5 separate regions of the Mus musculus genome follow, and all the other regions are linked to region 3. A link is a contact called in public promoter capture Hi-C data. All regions are on one chromosome and are shown on one strand. Each heading gives the region's core, a stretch centred on a gene start, on an enhancer-like site or on the middle of the called end of the contact. The rest is flanking DNA. Distances are from core to core; before and after follow the strand shown. Region 1 holds the start of Aph1c (aph1 homolog C, gamma secretase subunit). Region 2 holds the start of Anp32a (acidic (leucine-rich) nuclear phosphoprotein 32 family, member A). Region 3 holds the start of Rab11a (RAB11A, member RAS oncogene family). Region 4 holds the start of Rps27l (ribosomal protein S27-like). Region 5 holds the start of Aph1b (aph1 homolog B, gamma secretase subunit).

Region 1 (3,790 bases), core at 170-2,669, 2.1 Mb before region 3:
GTGGGAATGAATAGCTGTTAAAGAGGCTAGATAGCCCAAGATATTGGCTCTGTATCTACAGCGTTTCAATTCTCCACAAACATGAATGTAATTAGTCAATATTAACCTTGTAGCATTCTTAACATAGCTGTGGTTGTTTGTCCTGAAATTTAAATTCAGATATGATTAGAGAATGCCTTTAAAATTTTTTAAGTTTTTGGAGATCAGGGCTGTTAGTGGCACAGAAACCAACTTGTCAGAACAACTCGTCAGTATTTCATTATTCCTTTTCCATAGGGGATGATTCACCTGGGTCATACCAGCCCAGTTGGATTTTTACATAGGATGGGAGCCCCACATTCCTGCAACCACGGACACAGAAAAAATACTTACTTTAAAGGAACCGTGCCCCTGTCCTGCTGTTTACTTCAATTGACCTTCAGCACAAAAGTGGCCTGGTAATCTCCCTTAGACCACCTTACAGTTGGCCAGCACCAGGGACAATGTGTACCCACAGGCAAGAGGGCTGGGGCACAGCTTTTAAGTCTTCAGTGAGCCACGCTTTGGAATAAGGACCTGCAGCGCTGGCAAGTCTGAGGCTTGGTGTAGCCCTTTGCCTCTCGGAGGTCTAGGCGCCCGCCCAGTTCGGCGGGCAACTTTCATTGCCCCAAGAAACCTAGAGAAGAAACCTTGAAGGACCCCTTTCCATTCTCAGCACCCCGAGTGCTCTGAAGAACTGCCCAGCCCTCAAGGCCCCGCCCCGCAGTCTGACGGCACGTGGAGTCCCAGGAGGCCGCGTTGCTGCCCAGCCTGCCCGCACACCGAATCCTTCCAGGCTGCACCTCCGCTCTGACCGCTTGTGAAGCCCCTCGAGGCCCTGTCCCCTGCGCTGTACGCACGCAGAGACACTAGAGGCCGCCCCGGTTCTGACAGCACGTGGAGCCCCTCGAGGAACCGCCTCTCTGACAGCTTCTCGATGCCGCTGCACAGGTTCTAACAGTACTCTGAGCCTCTCAAGAAATAGCTTCCCGAATCCTGCACCGCCATTCGCTCTCAGCGCCTGGAGCACCTCCTGGAACTACCTCCCGAGATCCGCCTGGACACCCCTCTGCGACTGACCGTTGTGCGATACAGGCTCTGTTTTTCGAGCTCCGCCCCCGCCCAGTCCTGCCTTGCTGTGGAGCAGCTCGAGGACCCGCCTCCTCGACTCCACCCCGCCCTCTGCAAAAACAAGCCGCGGAGCATCTCAAGGCACTTCATCTAGAGCGCCGCTCCGCCCTCTGCTCTGACTGGCTGTGTCCTGCACCGCCCCCAGGCTCTGATTGGCCAGAAACCGCCCCTAAGGCACCGCCTCTCGTACGTCCCGCCCTCCGCTCAAAAAAGCCTTGGAGCACCTCGAGGCCCCGCCTCCCGGGCTTTGCTCCGCCCCCTTCTCTGATCGAGCCCGGAGTACCTGGCAGGCCTGCCCCGCCCCGCATTCCGCTAAGAAATCGTCCCAGTCACCTCGGATCCACTCAGGTCCCCCGGGACTGGCTTCTGTGGGTACCATGACGCTGCCTGTGTTCTTCGGTTGCGCCTTCATCGCCTTCGGGCCCGCGTTCGCACTCTACCTCTTCACCATCGCCACCGACCCTTTGCGCGTCATTTTCCTCATCGCTGGGTGAGGTTGAGCCGAGTCCCGGACACCGCGGGTCCCTCCCTCTCCTGGGTTTCCACGACCCCGGGATCCCCATCTCCCAGTGGCTCCCAGCTTGTGGGACTGTCCAAGACTGGGGGGAGGGGGTTCAGGCTGAGCAGGCGAGTCCTGCGGGTCTTGGCTTCTGTGGAAGATGGGAATAAGTGGATACATTCGTGTATGGAGCCTTAGTCTTTCCGTAGGAATTTCTCATTTCACTCAGTGCTCAGCGGCATCGAAGAGCTGTTCTCACTCTCTGCCATTAAAGACACCTGGGGATCAGTTGTCCACCTCCTCAACCCCCGTTCTTGGACTCAGAATGCCTGTGAGGAATTTGGGCTCAGATTTTTCTTGTAGGCCCCTGGGTAATGGTTGGGGTGCAGCCAATGGTGAAAGCCTGAGAAAACCGCTGCAACACCTGACCAGTCTTGCTGAGAACTTGGTAAATATCTAACTCTGCTGGTGACTGCGGTCTTGATCCCTTTGCACCTGCTGAGACTGAGTTTCTGAGACTTGGCACCCAGGCAACTCACTGGCTAGCCAGGAACTCCAGCCTCTCTGCGTTCTTTTTTCCTGTAATAAATAGTGCTCCTTCGCTGTTGGCATTAAAAATCAATAGAGTCTGTTGAACGTCAAGCTTGCTGTGTCCTTAAAGTCCACAGGAAGGTTGTAAGAACCGGGCCTGGAAAACAACTAGACCACAGCATGGGTTTTCAACTTCTGAGTTTTCCATGGTGCACACAATAAATACAGGTGTAGGTGTTTGTTTTCCTTCAGAAAAGATACTTATCTTTACAGACAGCTAAGCCATTAAATTCACATTTTCTAGGATATGAAAATTGTAACAGCCACTGGTTATATGTTTCTATGGCACACCAATGAGGCAAAGCAGTAACCAACTTCCTCGTTGCCAGTCCTTGGCAGATAGTGTTCTGGTGTACACAGACAGGGTCACTGAATCGTCCTTGTTGAGGGCATCTGACGTTCCTCTTGGACTGTTTTTTCACTAGGAGGAAAATGGACCATTGATTAGCAAATGCTGATTCGGAATACCATGTGAAGGGGTTCTTTCCTAAAAAAGATCAAGATATTTGTTTCCTGTGCTTCTGTTAACTCGTGACTTTTGTCTTCTACGTTCCAGTGCTTTCTTCTGGTTGGTGTCTCTCCTGCTTTCGTCCATGTTTTGGTTCCTAGTGAGAGTCATTACTAACAACAGAGATGAATCAGTACAGAATTATCTGCTCATCTTCGGAGCGTTGCTCTCTGTCTGTATCCAAGAGCTGTTCAGGCTCGCATATTATAAGCTGTTAAAGTAAGTTAAATGTTTGTTTTATTTTCCCAGTTAGACTTGAATTATGATTTGGTGGTTGTTACATTTCTAGCCTGAAAATTGTATTTAAATTTATGACCTGGCTTGCCTGCCTGCCTGCCTGTCCGCCCGCCCGCCCTCCCACCCTCCTGCTCCCCTGCTCCCCTGCTCCCCTGCTCCCTTGCCTTTCCCTCCTTCTCCTTCCTCCCAAAAGTGTTTCTTGAGAATTTTCCCAGATACTTTGTCAGAACTGGAGGTGCAAAGGTAAAACAGAAGCTCTGGTGGTGCACACCTTAATCCCCAGAGGCAGGCAGAGATCTGTGAGTTTGAGGCCAGTCTGGTTTACAAAGTGAGTTCCTTGACATCCACAGAGTATAGTGAAGCCTCTCTTAAAAAAAAAAAAAAAAAAAAAAAAAAAAACAGAGAGTGGGAGAGACTGTCACGAGGACTGGCTTGTGTGTGTGTGTGTGTGTGTGTGTGTGTGTGAGATGAGCTTTCATTTGGGACTAGGATATGATCAGCTGAAGGACCCATGAGGACGTCACATGAAACCAGTAATTTGAGTCAGAGCTTGGACTTGGAGCCCTAGGTTCTTATGTTCTTTCAGGAAGTTATGAGTTTAGCCTTGCTTCTGTGGTAAGGTCAGTGGAGTAACAAATGTTTTCGTTCCTGCCACTCAGACTCTCCACGAAGTTCATAGATAAAACCTAAAGTAAGTCTCAGCAACACCCCCTGGGACAGGCTTCTGGTCATCTCCCTTCCTAACATGTTGTTATTCTGGATTTTTAAAAACATCTTGCTTTTAGCAGTAGATATTGAGTTCCCTT
Region 2 (3,633 bases), core at 155-2,654, 2.4 Mb after region 3:
CGCAAGAATGTAGACTGGGTCGGTCCCCACAGCGGCACTAGCTCTGGGCAGCTCGGGTTCTGATAAAGTTTCTCGTGCCCATTTATTAACCAAGCGCCGAATGGCTGCCAGGGAGCCCACCCCAGGAGAAGCAAGGACCGGGAAGGTGGGGTGTCTGCTGCCGATGAGGCGTCAGGGTGCCAAGGCTGGCATCTGGGGAGGGAGCCGGGGGCCAGAACGGGACGCAGCCTCCGGGCAACTTACATTAGCGACGCTCGTGGTTGGGGAGGCGCGAGGATTATCTGAGCATTTGCACACTTCACAATCCCTCCCCCTTAACCTAAGGTACCCCCCCTCCCTTTCCGCGAGGAAGAAGGGAGAAAAGACAGCATCTGGCCCAAAGGTGGGGTGGAAAGAGTGAGAGAGAAAGGAGAAGGAAGGCAGACAGAGAAAGGGAGGGAGGGAGAGAAAGGGCGCGTTCACGAACACGACAAAGTTACAAATATGGCTCCCCACCTCTCGCCTCATCCCCGCAGAGAAACGAAGACGCGCTTTAAACTCGAGCCATCTCCCAACTCCGCAGCAGTCGGGTCCCCACGCGCTCTCCCCGGGGTCCTCGGGCTACATTGATCAGAAACTATACCGGACTCGCGAAGCCCAAAACTTATTGTGTGCGAGCGAGCGAAAGAGACTGCAAAGGGAGGGGGCAGGCGCGGGAGGGGGCGGAAAGGGGGTTACGCTTCTAAAATATAACAACCCCTTTTTGTTGTTTAATCCAGGAGGCAGCCCATCTTCTCCTCCCCTCGATCATCTTTTCCATCCAGATGCAAGTCGTGGGAGCTGAGAGCTCGGACGAGGGTGAAATTGCCGCCTTCCCTCCGACCCGAACGCGTGCGCCCCGCCGGCCCCCCGCTGGGTGCACACTCGCACGCACACCCTCGCACCCATACCCGCACACGCGGGAGCACACGCACAGGTAGTCAGTCACACACCAAGGGCAGCAGCGACGGCGGACGAAACATGCTCCGGTGGCATTGCAACCCCCCCCACCCCCGCCATCCAACCTTGCAATTCATTTGCAGTCAGACCCCAAACCCCACACCTTCCCCGGAGCCCCCCTCCATAAAAAAGTGCCTTCCCCCCAAAACACACACGCACACATAACACAAAGTAGGAGAATGGACCGACAGAGATATTTTTGGCAAATGCTCACATCAGAGGGCGTCCTGTTCCGCAGCTCTAAATAAATCCGTTTGTCCATCTCCATCTCTCGCGCTCTCTCTTTCTGCAGAGGATCCTGCGCCAGCGGAATTCAATCAATAAACCCCGAACCCACGGCCGCGCGTTTTAGGACTTTGAAGGCTCAACCAGCTCCGCTCGGTTCTCGAGCCCCCAGCACCCGCGGCGCACACTAACCTGATCGCCGTAGAGGCGGGACCTGCGGCTCCTTGCGTGGAGCGGCGGCAACAAGAGCCAATCAAATGGCGAGGCTTCGGACGCCAGCCAATAGTGGTGGTGGCGGCGGGGGGCAGGGTCCAATGGGCATCCTGCGCAGCGGGCCAGGGAGGCTCAGCCATTTGGCTGTGGTGCCGGAGACGGACCCCTTTAGATACCGGGGCCGCCGAAGAGGAGCGCGGCTGCACCTTGGTGGTTGCGCGCTGGGGGCGGGAGGGAAGGCAGGGCAGGTGCGTGGACCTGAAGGTTCGTGGCCGGGGGCGGGGCCGCAGGTGCGTGGACACGGGAGGGGCGGGGTCCTTGCGGGGGCATCCTCTGGGTGCTGGGCGGGCGGACGAGGCCTGGGGCGCGCGGGCACAAGGCAGGCCCAAGGAGGGCGCGCATTTTTGGAGCGCACGAAGGACAAATCCCACCACACACACACACACCCCGGGATGCCCACTTGGCACAACCCCTCCGACCGGTCTGCTCCCATCTCCGCAATTAAATAATCAAGTCTTAAGTGCATGACGCTCCCACATCCAAAGGAGCGAGGGCGCGATCTCGACCCCAGAGGCTTGGCAATCTGATGCCCTGTCTTAAAAGAAGCAATTCCCCGAGAGTCATCGGGGGGATCTTGTATAGGGCAATTAATGAATGGAAAGGCCGCAGATGGAGAACTGTATAAAATATTAAAAAGTGGAAAAGGAAGGTGCTGGGAACTGCCGATTCTCAGAGCCGAACATAATTGACGGGCTTTATAGGATTTTTTGAGAGAGAGCGTTGCACGTTTCATTCTAATCGTTTGGTTGGATCTGCATTGCCAAAGAGTCGCTAACTGGGGGCACTTACGCCAGGTCTTACAGTTGCTTTGGGTTTTGTTTTTGTTCGACCACGTTACGTTTTTTAAGAAACCTTTACAGCCCTGGTTCCCATTGGGTTACCAGCTTCCTATGGGCAGCCCTCGGACCTCATGGTACTATGTGGATGTCCGGCTGTGAACAAATTACGGGATACATGTTTAATTTTATTCACACAACTTTATCATAGTGTCTTTTCCTATGTGTCTTCATCTACACGCTTCTGCAAACACCCCCAAAGTAATTCTTTTTTTGAGACATTAGAACTAAGTATTTTATTTAGTTAGTTCTTTTAGATCAAACAAATGGATTTGAAAGCTGATAAATGTTTATTCTAAGTAGCTGGAAGTACAAAATAAAACCATTTCGTCTGGGTAAATATGTAATTTCTTTACGTTGTTCATTTGACATTTCTTATCCTTAGATTTTTGTTAATTTTTACAAAGGCTGTATATCTGGAATGTTTCAATTGTATTGTTTCCTTTTAAAAACACAAAGAACTCCAAATTATCTCTTTGCCAATGTATCAGCTCATGTTTCTGGATAAGGTTTTTAAAGCAATAATAGTTTTTCATTACAAATATTTTAAGAAGGTGTAGTGTACAAAATCTGTTATAGCAGAAGTCTTGAAGTTCTTGTTCTTTTGGATGGTAAATGCTCGCTTGCTTCTTAAACACTGAAGTTGAGGACCTGCTATCAGCAGTGTTGTGAGAGAGTCCTTTCCAAGGAATAACTCTCAAAACACATCGGAGCAAGGAGGTGTCCATTCTACCTCCTCTGCTAAGAAGCCAAGAGCTCAAGTGACAGGGACAGAAGAAAACAGAATTGTGAAGAGGTGGAAGTTTCATATGAAGAGAAACCAAAGTGTTAGAGACTAATTAGAATAGAAAACTGAAAGTGTTAGACATCACTTCATTTTGGAGCATCTTCCTTTTACAAATTTTGAAGAACAGCTTTTGCATTTAGTGTCACAAAACTGAAAGATGGCTTTTACTCGGTGTCAGTCAGTATAGAAGCTGAACCATATATATATATATATGTATATATATATGTATATATATACATATATATATATGAATGTGTGTAATTATTATTTACAGGGTTATTAAATTACATTTTTATTGTGTGTTTTAGTGGTAGGTACTGCTCCCAGTTGATCTGTATTTCAGGAAAGTAGTAAGAAAAACCCAACCTCTCTTGGGAGAATTTTTATATGGACCTGGAACAGGTGCGGTTCCTCATTACAGACTGAAACTACAACAGGCTTCGAGGAATAGGCAGTCTGATGCTGGGCAGTGGTGGGCAGGTGGATTTCTGAGTTCGAGACCAGCTTGCTCTACAGAGTGAGTTCCAGGACCAG
Region 3 (3,891 bases), core at 601-3,100:
AACTTGCAATCTTTCTGCCTCTACTTCATGAGTGCTGGGACCACAGGTGCTGCCATCCCCAGCTGTAGGGATGGCCTTTCTTGTGCTATGTTTTTCCTGTTTTGTAACCCTGGCTGGCCTTGAACTCACAGAGGCATTTACCTCTTCCTCCCAAGTAGGATTTAAAGCATGTGTAACCACACCTGGCCTAGTGACAGCCTTTAAAACATGACATGTATCAGAGAGAGTGTTAAAACAGCAATGAACTATCCTTAAGGACGAAGCCTTGATGGTTAAGTGTGGCCACCCTTTTCCCCATCTCATAAACAAGGCTAGAGCTTTGCTTACAGGAAAAACACCCCAGGTTCCCCTGCAACCTTTCTTTGTGACCTTGGATGTTACCCCATCAGTTAAGTTTCTACTCACCAAGTAGGAGCCGCCCTGTGATCTTGGATTCCTCAGAAACTCTAGTCCTCTCTGAGGCACTCCCAGACATGTTCTTGGCCACACCTTTCTTTCTGAGACCCTCACTTCCTCTTAAGTATATAGCTTAGAATCTATATTAAAAATCTCTTCTAATAAAGTCTGATTGTCTCACATATTGGTTCATCCTGAAATGTTTTGCTGCAGCAAAGTCAAGAATCAGTTTTTCTCCGAATCCAGGTCCCTAATAGATAAGGGAACTCCTCAGACTTGCTGGTGGCTGTCTGGAAGAACATCTCGTCCCTGCTGACAATCCTCCTTCCAACTTTGGAAAGACCTTAAGGACAACCCTGAGCTTATTCAGATAATAAAAAAATAACATCTCTGCTTAAGGTCAGTTGATTAGCAATTTGAATTCCATCTGTAGGCTGAATGACAAACATCTGTTTCCCAGGAATTATTAGATGACTATGCCTCTGTGTGGACGGAGGTGGAGGTGGGAAGGGGCAGAGGAGGACAGCAGGGCCAGCCTGAGCTATATTCTGGGGTACAGAGGGGGAGTGAAACCACCTCAAACAACAAGAACAAAATTATTAGGAGATGCTGTGGCAAATTTCTTGAGTCTTAACACTGATATTTGCTAACATGGGAATTGCCATTCTTCTTGTGTTAAAATTTATTTAATCGGGCTTAGCTCGAAGGCCAGAAAATAGGACTCAAGATCTTGAATCTTTATGAGAAAGGGTGGGCGAAGTTCTCTTAATGACATCTGGAGATAGTGCAATAGATTTGTGGAGAGATTGAGTGGGTGAGGAGTGCCTATCCTTAACTGAAGCTGAGGGTATAAAATTCCAGCAAAAGGAATCAAGTAACAAACTTTCTCCAAGGCTAAGAAAAACCAAAGAGTTCAATAGGTCTCCATGAAGATCAGATACTACTGAATTGACAAGATTGATTAGTGTAGTCTTCATAGGTAAAGGCTACCTGTGGTTCAATCCAAGAGCAGATATAACAAGGTTATTCTATTATTCAATATGAGCTAAAGAATACAATCAATATGAGTTAAAAGTATGAAGAAAAGGGAGCAGGTTCCACCGAGATTTGAACTCGGATCGCTGGATTCAGAGTCCAGAGTGCTAACCATTACACCATGGAACCAGCACGGAGGCAGCAGTGCCTTCGGGTCTCTAATGCTGACAAAACTCCGCCCCCAACCGGAAGCCAGATACTAAAAGATTTACACTTCGCTTCTCTGAATGATTGGGGAGAAGAACAAGCCAAAGGCTCCAAGGACCATTTTAGGATTGTTTTTCCTGTATGCCTTCCCAAAGCCGGGTGAGAATGTGGTGTCCACTCCTGCGCATTCCACCCTGCCTAGCTTATGGGCGGGGTGCCATCTCTCCGGAAGTACTTTCTGCGAGGGGCTGGGGCCTTCCGGAAGTGACGCATACAGGGCGGGGCTCGTCACCGGGTCCGGCAGCTGAAGCTCCTCGCTCGCTCGGGTTACCCCTGCAGCGACGCCCCCTGGTCCCGCCGCCGTTGCCACCGCCGCTCCCGCCCCTCAGCTCCTCGGCCGCGCCATGGGCACCCGCGACGACGAGTACGACTACCTCTTTAAAGGTGAGGCCGTGGGCCAGCGAGAGCCCATTTGGGGCCCGAGACACTCCCGGGGGACCCGCGCAGGGCCAGCCCTGCCCTGGTCGGAGTCCGCCTCGGCGCTTCCTTCCTGCCGCCCCGTCGGGGGTCCCGCCGCTCGTCCGGGTTCCCGCGCCCTTGGGAGGCCTGACGAGCCGCGGCGCCCCTCTCTGTATGTCCTCCCCGATGGCTGCGTCCCTCACGGCCGTGCAGTTCCTTCCCTGGGCGTCTCGAGCCCCTCCTCTTGGATGCTGCTGCTCGTCTCACGTCCCCCCTCTGACAGGCCCCTGCCTGGGCTGAGCACCCATATCGGGACACCCACTGGCTCGGGGGGCGGGGGTGTTGCTTTTTCTCTTTTCTGTTCGTTTCCCTTTTCTTCCCTTCCCTCCTCGTGAGCCTTTTCCTGGGCTTCGGCCAGATTCGCCCGTCCCCGGGCCCCCACCCCCATCCCCGCAGACCTCGAGGTCAGTACCCGCGGACTGTCCCCTCCCTCCCCACAGACGGGCAACTAATGTTTAGCACTCCGGAGCGACCTGGCTGGTGGGAGGGAGAGAAGGGGAGGGCAAGAGGGGCTGTCCATCACTCCTGGCGTTCATGCACTTGTCGCAGTGTCCAGGCAAGCAGATGACTTCCCACCTCGCGTTTTTCTTTTTTTTTTTTTTTCCCCCCCTTTTCATCTCTGTCCCTGCCTAGCTACAACCAGACCGGGATAACTCCTTTTACTTGGCTTTCGAGAAGGGGCTGCGGATGGGTGGTGGCTGTTATCCCTGCCAGACCTGAAGGCCCAGTTCCCGAACAGGAAAGGTTGTGCGCTGCACAAATACTAGCGAGCTTATCACTGTGGACTGGTTGCTTCCTGCTGCAATACTGGGAGGATCCGACAGGAAGGGAAGAACCCTGGTTGGTCACATACCTTTCCCAAACAGTGAGAGAGGGTTATAGTGCTAGCGTGCCCTTTTAGTGAAATCAAGAATTTATTACAGGATGGGGGGAAATGTGGAGCCGGTGGACAGAACAGGGAAGAATGTAAATAGAGACTTGCTTATGGGTTGAGTCCGCGAAGAAGCTGAAGTGAAAGGATACAGTTCTCAGTGACGAGAGAGTACAGTGAACGCTTTTTTTGTTCATGAATGCGCTCTCACTTTCGTAGCCTTGCTCTGCTCCTGAATTAGAAGGGCAGCCATCAGTAATTTGTTGAACAAAGATCATTGCCAGTGAGGAAGAAGCCCTTGCTTTTAAAGCTTTTCTGGGGAGGGTGGAGTTTCAAGAGTGTTAAGCATGGTGAGTGTTCCTGGCTTTGCCATTGGGTGCTAAGAGTGATTGGACTAAGTGAAGAAGCAGGAAACATTTCCAAATTCTTTACAAGTCTTGACATATTAGCTGCTAGTACACCCTTATCAAAAGTTACTCCGAATATTCTATTTATAGAGTAAGTACCTTCAGTGTTACCCTTACTACCATATTGGAAAGTAATGTATAGATAAGAAGGCACCAAACCTTAAAAATACTACTAGGAAAGCAGGCCTTGGCGGTATAGGCTTTTAAAATCCCGGCATTTGGGAGGAAGAGGCAGGCAGTTCCAGTCCAGCCTGGTCTACAGAGTGAGTTCCAGGATAACCAGGTTACATAGTGAGTCCCTGTCTCAAAAAATAAAATAAAATAAGATAAAATTAAAAAAAAATAAAAACAAATAGGAGACCTAGGATGTTTATTTAAGGCATTTGAGATTATTTGAAATTACCTAAATCCTAAGGTTTAGTCAATCAAGGGAGTTTTATTTTTAAGTACTTTGTAATGGTGGTACCTTTTGAAGTTATTTCTCTTATTTGGTTTGGAATGTGAATGTTGGTTATA
Region 4 (3,946 bases), core at 465-2,964, 2.2 Mb before region 3:
GCCTGGTCTACAGAGTGAGTTCCAGGACAGCCAGGGCTACACAGAGAAACCCTGTCTCTAAAAACCAAAAAAAAAAAAAAAAAAAAAAAAAAAAAGCCATACCTTCTGTGAGCCTGGCTTTTCCTCCTGTGGGCTGGCACAACACAGTTGAACAACCCACACAAAGAACCACAGTCTGTGCATGGCTGAAAACTGTAGTAATCTTGTAGCAACCTAGAAAGGGAAGGAAGGGGAACCATACATTAAAAACTTGAAAAGCAGATGAAAACACAGCCCCAGCTCTTCATTTTTCTTGATAGCATGTAAAGTACTTGTCATTTATATATTAAGTGATGTTTTAACAGAACTTAAGTTTAACAGAATTTCCTGTAAATTCTGTAAACAATAATTATTCTAGAAGTCACTTGTTTTTTTTAAGGTGAAACATTAAATTTAGTATTCCAGAACCGTTAACATTTCAGCATGTAACAGACATGTCATCTGTTTCAAGTTATAGCTTCAGTGTAGTGTTTTACTCTTAAATTCTGTTTCCATTTCCACATGTTAAGTACTAAACAGACACATATGGTATAGCAAACACATCAGACAGCAGTTTGAGAATGAAGAATCAACATATATTTTATTTGCATTGCAAAAAAGAAAATTCATCATCTTAATGATCATCTTAAGTTAAAGACTTAAGTCAACGTATCCTTTACCTGGCTCCCATATGTTTCTACAAAGGTTTGAGTATGTTTCTTTAAAATGACCCTTATGACAATTCTGTAATGTCATTTCTAGTCAACAGTGGATCCTGACTTATTAAAGTGTGAATCTTTCCTGAAACGTCCTTTAGGACAGGGAAATTTGAAATTTTATACCTGGACATTTCACATCCATGAAGTAAGAATTTGGGCTCTGAACCAGCCGTTTCTTCTTATGTTTTTTCTTCTCCTCCTCCAAGGAAGGGTGTAACAGATCTCTAGCCAGCTGTGGAAGGAAACATATTGTTACTACTGGAGTCACAGTACACGGGTGGCAGCCCGAATCACACGAGGAACGCAAAGCAGGAGCAACAGGCACACTCCGCAGAGGGGGTACTTAAGACCCTAACTTTTCAAGATAGGACCACTTTCACCCACACGTTGCCAGTCCTTTCCTGGCACTTTACAGCGCTCGGGCAGCATATGGGAGAGAGAACCCCTTTGTCGTTTGGCTGGGTAGCCATCAAAGCTAAGTAAAAACCAGCGTCTGGCTCGGGCCTCCCCGAAGCCGCAGCGCAGCAGATCAGAACAAGGCCGGGATGACCTCAGCCCCGGGGCTCCACATCCAATGGCCAGCACAGGGCTGCGGCATGCTCGCCCGGGGTGGAGTGAACGTGTCGGAAGCTGCGAGGCCCGTTAGTGACCCTGAAGCCCATGGTGAGCTGGGAGCTGCACCCCACGGGCTGGCCACTCACGCGAGCCCGGACAGGGCCCGCCACGCCATGCCGCGCCGTGTCGCCCGGACAAGTCTCAACAAGCCCGCCATGCCTCGGCCCGCAGGAGCAAGAGACGCCGCGGGCTTAGCCGCCTGCCGAGGCGCCAGACTAACAGAAAGCCTGAAGGAAAGCAAGCCCGAGCCCAAAGTCAAAAACTTACGGGCATGGTGACGGCTCCGCAAGCGCGGCCGCTCCAGGTCGCCGAGACGAACTGCTCGCTTTCGAGCGCCCCTCAGCAACTTCCGGGATAGAGGCGGCGGGGAGGAGTGGAGAGGAGTGGAGGCGGGGGCGACCGCTCTAGGCTCCCGTCTCAGTGGTACGGCTCCCGCCCTGACCGCCGGGCCAAGTCCAATGAGGGACATTTAAATGGCTTCTGCGTTAAACTCCGACTCCGCCCTGCACCCAGGCCGGGCTTCGGAGGCCCGGGCATTAGGCATTAGAGGGAAACCAGACCCGAGGCTGCAACTAGCCTGGTCTCCCCTGTTCATTGTGCGGGGCAGCGGACAGGGGGACACACGGAACAATAATCTTTGTTCTTCGCTGTATTACAAACACCATAGGCGAGCCTGGGAGGGGGCTGGCTCAGCGCTTAAGAGTGTGTGTTGGTTAAGACTGTGTACTGCTCCCGCAGACGATCTGGGTTTGGTTTTCAGAACCGAGCTGGGCGGTTCGAAACTGCCTCAAACTCAACTCCAGGGAGATCTGCAGGTCTTTTCTGATCTCTATGGCACTGCACTCCCTATGCGCGCGCGCGCACACACACACTCATAATTAAATTTAAAAATCTGATTTTGGGGTTGGAGGTGTAGCTCAGCTAATAGCATGCTTGCCTTGCCTTCATGAAGCCTTAGGTTAAATCCCTAACACCACTAAATAAATAATTTTTAACTAGAAAGATCCCACTGACGGGTTGTGAAACAAACTTCTAGTCTTGTGTCTGTGCCTTCTAAGGAGTGAGACTTGAAGTTCTGCACCGGATAGGCTTCACCTCCGGTTTGCTTTGCTCTGAAATAGTTTTTTAAACAAATCCCATTTGCTGCTGTGTTTGATATGCCTCTGTCTCAGAAAACGTGGTAGGTGGCACCTAAGAAAGAAACCTGATATTGACCCCCTGGCTTAAACACACACACATACACCATTTATAAGCTTGACCCTAAGACTGTCCTACCAATTTGGGGAAAAAAAAAAGATGTATAATACTCAATTTGCATAAAGCAGAAGAAAATTAAAACACCGCATTCCCTCATGGAGGAGTGCTCACCCAGTAAGTAAGAAACCCCGAGTTTGATTTCCAGCACTGGATACATCTAGGGGTATGGGGCACACTTATTATAATCCAGCACTTGGGGTTTAGGCAGGAGGGTTGGAAATTCAAGATCATCTTCAGCCATATGGGGCCATCTCTGGAACACCAAAAATGAATAAACTGTAAGTCAATACTAAATATGGTGATATAGATAACTATGTAAATTATTATGTGTGTACGGGGAAAATAATGGTCCTAGAAGTTCCAATGTCTCAATGTCCATGGTCTGTGGTTACTTGACGAGTACAGTTAAGGCTGCAGTCTGCATGAGATGCCTGCCCTAGTCTCTGCCATTTGAACACTTGAGACCCAGTTGGTGCGGTTTAGGCTTAGGAGGCTTAGGAGGTGTGGCCTCATTGCAGAAAATATGTCCCTAGAAGCCAGCTCTGAGGTGTTAAAAGAGTTACATTCCCAGTTTGCTCTCTGCCTCACGCTTGTCCTTTAAAATGTGACTCTCAGCTTGCTGCTCCCGTTGCCATGCCTACCTGGTGCCACACATCCGTGTTATGATGGTGATGGATTCTTACTGTTCTGGAACCATAAACCTAAATAAACCTTTCCATCTAGAAGTTGCCTTGGCCATGAAGTTTCTTCACCATAATAGGGTGGGGGTGGGGATGGCGGTGGGGGTTGGCGGTGTTTGTTTTGGTTTTGATTTTTGGAGATAGGGTCTTGCTATATAGCCTCAGATAGCCTCAAACTCCTGATTCTACTGCCTTAGTGTCCAGCATGCTGGGATGCAGGTGTGTGCTAACACCACAGCAGACATTGCTACTGACGTTGAAGATGGAGGAAGGAGACATCGAGTCAAGGAATGTGGGAGGTTGGTACAAGCAGCAAACCAAGGGAGTGAATCTCCATAAAGAATCTGCTCTTGGGCTGGTGAGATGGCTCAGTGGGTAAGAGCACCTGACTGCTCTTCCAGGCTGCTCTTCCGAAGGTCCGGAGTTCAAATCCCAGCAACCACATGGTGGCTCACAACCATCCGTAACAAGATCTGACTCCCTCTTCTGGAGTGTCTGAAGACAGCTACAGTGTACTTACATATAAAAAAATAAATCTTTAAAAAAAAAAAAAAAGAATCTGCTCTCCTCCACGCTGCTCAGTTTCAACCCAGTGAGATCTGGGTCAAACTTTCAAAACACAGAACTTTACCATTATGCATTTGTATTGTTTTAAAC
Region 5 (3,558 bases), core at 392-2,891, 2.1 Mb before region 3:
GGCTTTTCAGAGAGAGTCAGCTTTCCTCGAGGGCATGGCTTCTGGGAGGTAGACCACACTCTAATGGATGTCCCTACAGCCAGACGTACATGAGCAATACAAATTAGACTCAGACTCAGTGTGTAATTTAAGAGAAAAAAAAGAACACATGAAGTTGGGAGCAGGTAGGGGATGGAGGTGAATCTGGAAAGAGGATAAATATGACCAAAATACATTGTATATATGTTCAAATTATTGAAAATATTATATTAATAAAAGTAACTTCAGCATACTTGGTGTTAATAAGTAGATAGGAACAAGGCATAGGAGAATAGAAAAATGTTGTTGTCCTAGCAATGCTGCATGTGGACTCTGCCCGTCTATGTACTAGGTTCATCCAGTTCAACCTAAGCTTCATTTAAAAGCAAACCCACTCATAAATGACACAAGATCAAACACACTATCCCTAACACCTAGGACCGTAAACATTTCACCAAGGTCTCTTAAAGAACAATAATTAGTTTTCCACTCATCGGGCTAAAAGAACCTTATTAGAGTGAACCTAATTAAAGAGTGAAGTCAAGTCAGTTTATTTCTAACAACTGACCCACTTCTAACTTCTGGAGATGAGGGAAGACAAGAACTAGGAAGATGAAGATTCTGCTGGTTGCTCTGGAATTTTCTCTGGTTTGTGATGACCAGAAACCTCTTCATCTGGCATAACCCTTCATAGCCCTACTGATATGTGACCGGGAAAGGCTGCTCTCTGGGTGGGAAGAATTCTATGTGTTTTTTACATGGATTCTGGCATTTCTCTATGCATCAGGTTTTGTAATATATATGTCAAGTATTACAGCTTTCACCTCTATATTCTTTCTCCATCAGCATGTAATCCAGGTATAAAAGCTAAGCCTAGGAACAGTGGGGCTCAAGGTGATGAACAAAACTCCATCAGTAACTGAGCAGGGACAAACCCTAGGCCTAATGTCTGGAGCGGCTGACTCTGACTACACTTATAACACCTCGGAGCCCCGCCCACTACATTACCAGGTCTCCAGAACTTCGGCTCGCTTTGGCTGGAGTAGGGCGGCACTCTGAGCTTGCTCTGGCTGGAGTAGGGCGGCGCTCTGAGCTCGCTCTGCAGGCGCTGACAGGTCTGGGAGCGACTCAAAGCCCCGCCTCCCAGGCTCCGACCTGGCTCCGGTTTGACTGGGCGTGGGACTCCTCCAGGCTCTCCGCCTTCCGACCTCCGTTCCCTGTTCTGACAGGATCTGTGCTCCGAAGCCACGCCCCTCCTCTGCCCTCGGAGCACCTCGAGTCCCCTGCCGAGCTCCGCCCAGCAACCCGCTTTTACAGGCCAAGGAGCAGCTCAGGCCCCAACTCCCGAACCCTGCCTTGTCCCGTGTGACTAGAGGACCTCGAGGTCCTGCATGCCAACCCTCGCTCTGCCGTCCACTCTGATAGGCTATGGAACTCTTCCAGGCCTGGCCTCCCGAAGCTCCCTCCTGTTGCCTCTTTGACTAGGGCACCGAAGGCTCCGCCTCTCGAGCCCCGTCCCGCCCTCGGCATCTCCAGACCCCGCCTCACGGGCTCCGCCTCGTCCACTGCTCTGACGGAGCACCGGAGCCTCGCCACCCAGCCCCGCCCCGTATCCAGGACCCGCTGTCCATTGGGCACTGCAGGGCCCTCGGGCCCCCGCGACTGGCTCCCGAGGTCGTCATGACGGCTGCGGTGTTCTTTGGTTGCGCCTTCATCGCCTTCGGGCCCGCGCTCGCTCTTTATGTCTTCACCATCGCCACCGACCCTTTGCGAGTCATCTTCCTCATCGCCGGGTGAGGCTGCGCTGTGTCCCGGACGCCGCGGGTTCCCTCCCTCTCCTGGGTTCCCACGACCCCGGGATCCCCATCTCCCAGGGGCTCCAGCTTGTGGTGCGGTCCAGGGCTGGAACTGTTCCTGGGAGGGTCTGAGAAGAGCAGGCCCGTAGGCTAAGCAGGCGCCCCTTGGCTTCTGTTGGCTGAGTGTGGGAACAAGCAGATAGATTCCTGCATGAAGCCTTTGTCTTTCTGTAGGAATCTCTCATTTCCCTCAGTGCTGAGCAGCATCGAAGAGTCGTTATCACTACTCTCTGCCATTAAAGTCACCTGGAGATCAGATGTTTATTCCCTGCCCCCCACCCTCACATCAATCCTCGGACTCAGAATGTCTGTGCAGACTATTCAGGCTCAGATTTTCTTTGTAGACTCCTGGGTAATGGTTTGGGTGCAGTCAAGGAGGAAAGTTCGAGAAAACACAGTAACAACTGACCAGGCGGCATGTCCTCCTGGGAGCTTGGTAAATACCGGAACTCTGCTGGTGAACGTGGTCTTGGTCTCGCTGCACCTGCCCGAAGTTTGCAGCTTCTGAACTTTCCATTATATTAATGCAGGCGTTAGGTATTCATTTTCTTTTAGAAAAAGACACTTGACAATATCTAACCATTAAACTTATATTTTCTGGTGAATTTTGAGGATATGAAATTTGCAACTGTCACTGGTTGTATATTTCTATAGCACACAAAGCATCTCTTAGGAAAAATAGTCAGCAACCAAGTGCCTCTTAGTCCTTGACAGATAGTGCCCTAGCGTGCACGCGACAGGGTCACTGAATCGTTCTTGTTAAGCACATCTGACGTTCCTCTTGGACTATTTGTCTCACTAGGAGAAAAAAAAAATTCTGATCTAAAACATCACTTTGTGAGGATTGTTTACTAAAAATGATTTGTAGCTCAAGCAGGTTTGATTTAAAGTCATTATTAAGCCTGTGCTTCTGTTAACTTGTGATTTTTTTTTTCCTTCTACGTTCCAGTGCTTTCTTCTGGTTGGTGTCTCTCCTGCTGTCATCCGTTTTTTGGTTCCTAGTGAGAGTCATTACTGACAACAGAGATGGACCAGTACAGAATTACCTGCTCATCTTCGGAGTGTTGCTCTCTGTCTGTATCCAAGAGCTGTTCAGGCTCGCATATTATAAGCTGTTAAAGTAAGTTAAGTGTTTGTTTTATTTTCCCAGTTAGACTTGAATTACGATTTAGTGATTGCTACAATTTTAGCCTGAAAATATTGAATATTTAAATTTACAATCCGGTTTGCCTGCCCTCCTGCTCCTCCTTATCTTTCTCTCTTCATTCTTCCCAAAAGTGTTTCTTCAAAAATTTCCCAATGCCAGACACTTTGTAGAAGCTGAGGTACAAAGGTGGGTTAAGAGACAGAAGCTCTGGCCTGGTAGAATTTATAATGAGAGGAAACAGGCAAGATATGAATGAACAAAAAGAAATCCACTATTGAAGAAAAATAACCCAGGGAAATAATTACTGAAACAATAAAGAGCCTTTCCACTTGAACTTCATGCTTCCCTCCTACCACCTCAAATAAATTATTCTTATGGAAATTATGCCTTCCATTATTTTAACTGTTAGTGGGAAACAAAGGCTCACTTAAAAATATTTTCTATAGTTTCAAGTCTGCAAATGAAAGATACATTTAACAAAAAACCAAGCCATGAGCTCTCTTTTTGGGGTTAGGATGTAAGTATTTAAATTGATTT

What was found. Promoter capture Hi-C pulls out the DNA fragments that hold promoters and counts their contacts.
Region 1: a contact with region 3 is called in a promoter capture Hi-C map of erythroid cells, with 13 times the contacts expected there. The contact joins the promoter of Aph1c here to the promoter of Rab11a in region 3. A contact is called at or near these places in 2 of 39 promoter capture datasets (erythroid cells and pre-B cells).
Region 2: a promoter capture Hi-C map of erythroid cells shows a contact between it and region 3, with 21 times the contacts expected there. The contact joins the promoter of Anp32a here to the promoter of Rab11a in region 3. A contact is called at or near these places in 2 of 39 promoter capture datasets (erythroid cells and pre-B cells).
Region 4: a promoter capture Hi-C map of pre-B cells shows a contact between it and region 3, with 2.3 times the contacts expected there. The contact joins the promoter of Rps27l here to the promoter of Rab11a in region 3. A contact is called at or near these places in 2 of 39 promoter capture datasets (neutrophils and pre-B cells).
Region 5: a contact with region 3 is called in a promoter capture Hi-C map of erythroid cells, with 30 times the contacts expected there. The contact joins the promoter of Aph1b here to the promoter of Rab11a in region 3. A contact is called at or near these places in 1 of 39 promoter capture datasets (erythroid cells) and 1 of 9 other capture datasets (liver).

The regions. Positions count from the first base shown.
Region 1 is chr9:66,832,335-66,836,124 of GRCm38.p6, reverse strand. It overlaps Aph1c (aph1 homolog C, gamma secretase subunit), which reads left to right and starts at 1,419. Exons shown (of 6, transcript NM_026674.3): 1 at 1,419-1,639; 2 at 2,796-2,966. The coding sequence starts at 1,527.
Region 2 is chr9:62,339,114-62,342,746 of GRCm38.p6, reverse strand. Anp32a (acidic (leucine-rich) nuclear phosphoprotein 32 family, member A) reads right to left here and starts at 1,404. Exons shown (of 7, transcript NM_009672.3): 1 at 1,193-1,404. The coding sequence starts at 1,246. It overlaps Gm20346 (predicted gene, 20346), which reads left to right. Exons shown (of 2, transcript NM_001378702.1): 2 at 759-1,245. The coding sequence ends at 823.
Region 3 is chr9:64,735,715-64,739,605 of GRCm38.p6, reverse strand. Rab11a (RAB11A, member RAS oncogene family) reads left to right here and starts at 1,850. Exons shown (of 5, transcript NM_017382.5): 1 at 1,850-2,022. The coding sequence starts at 1,983. It overlaps n-TQctg9 (a tRNA gene), which reads right to left and starts at 1,560; the gene lies at 1,489-1,560.
Region 4 is chr9:66,943,854-66,947,799 of GRCm38.p6, reverse strand. It overlaps Rps27l (ribosomal protein S27-like), which reads right to left and starts at 1,714. Exons shown (of 4, transcript NM_026467.5): 1 at 1,620-1,714; 2 at 861-969; 3 at 103-213. The coding sequence starts at 1,625.
Region 5 is chr9:66,793,506-66,797,063 of GRCm38.p6, reverse strand. Aph1b (aph1 homolog B, gamma secretase subunit) reads left to right here and starts at 1,641. Exons shown (of 6, transcript NM_177583.4): 1 at 1,641-1,811; 2 at 2,824-2,994. The coding sequence starts at 1,699.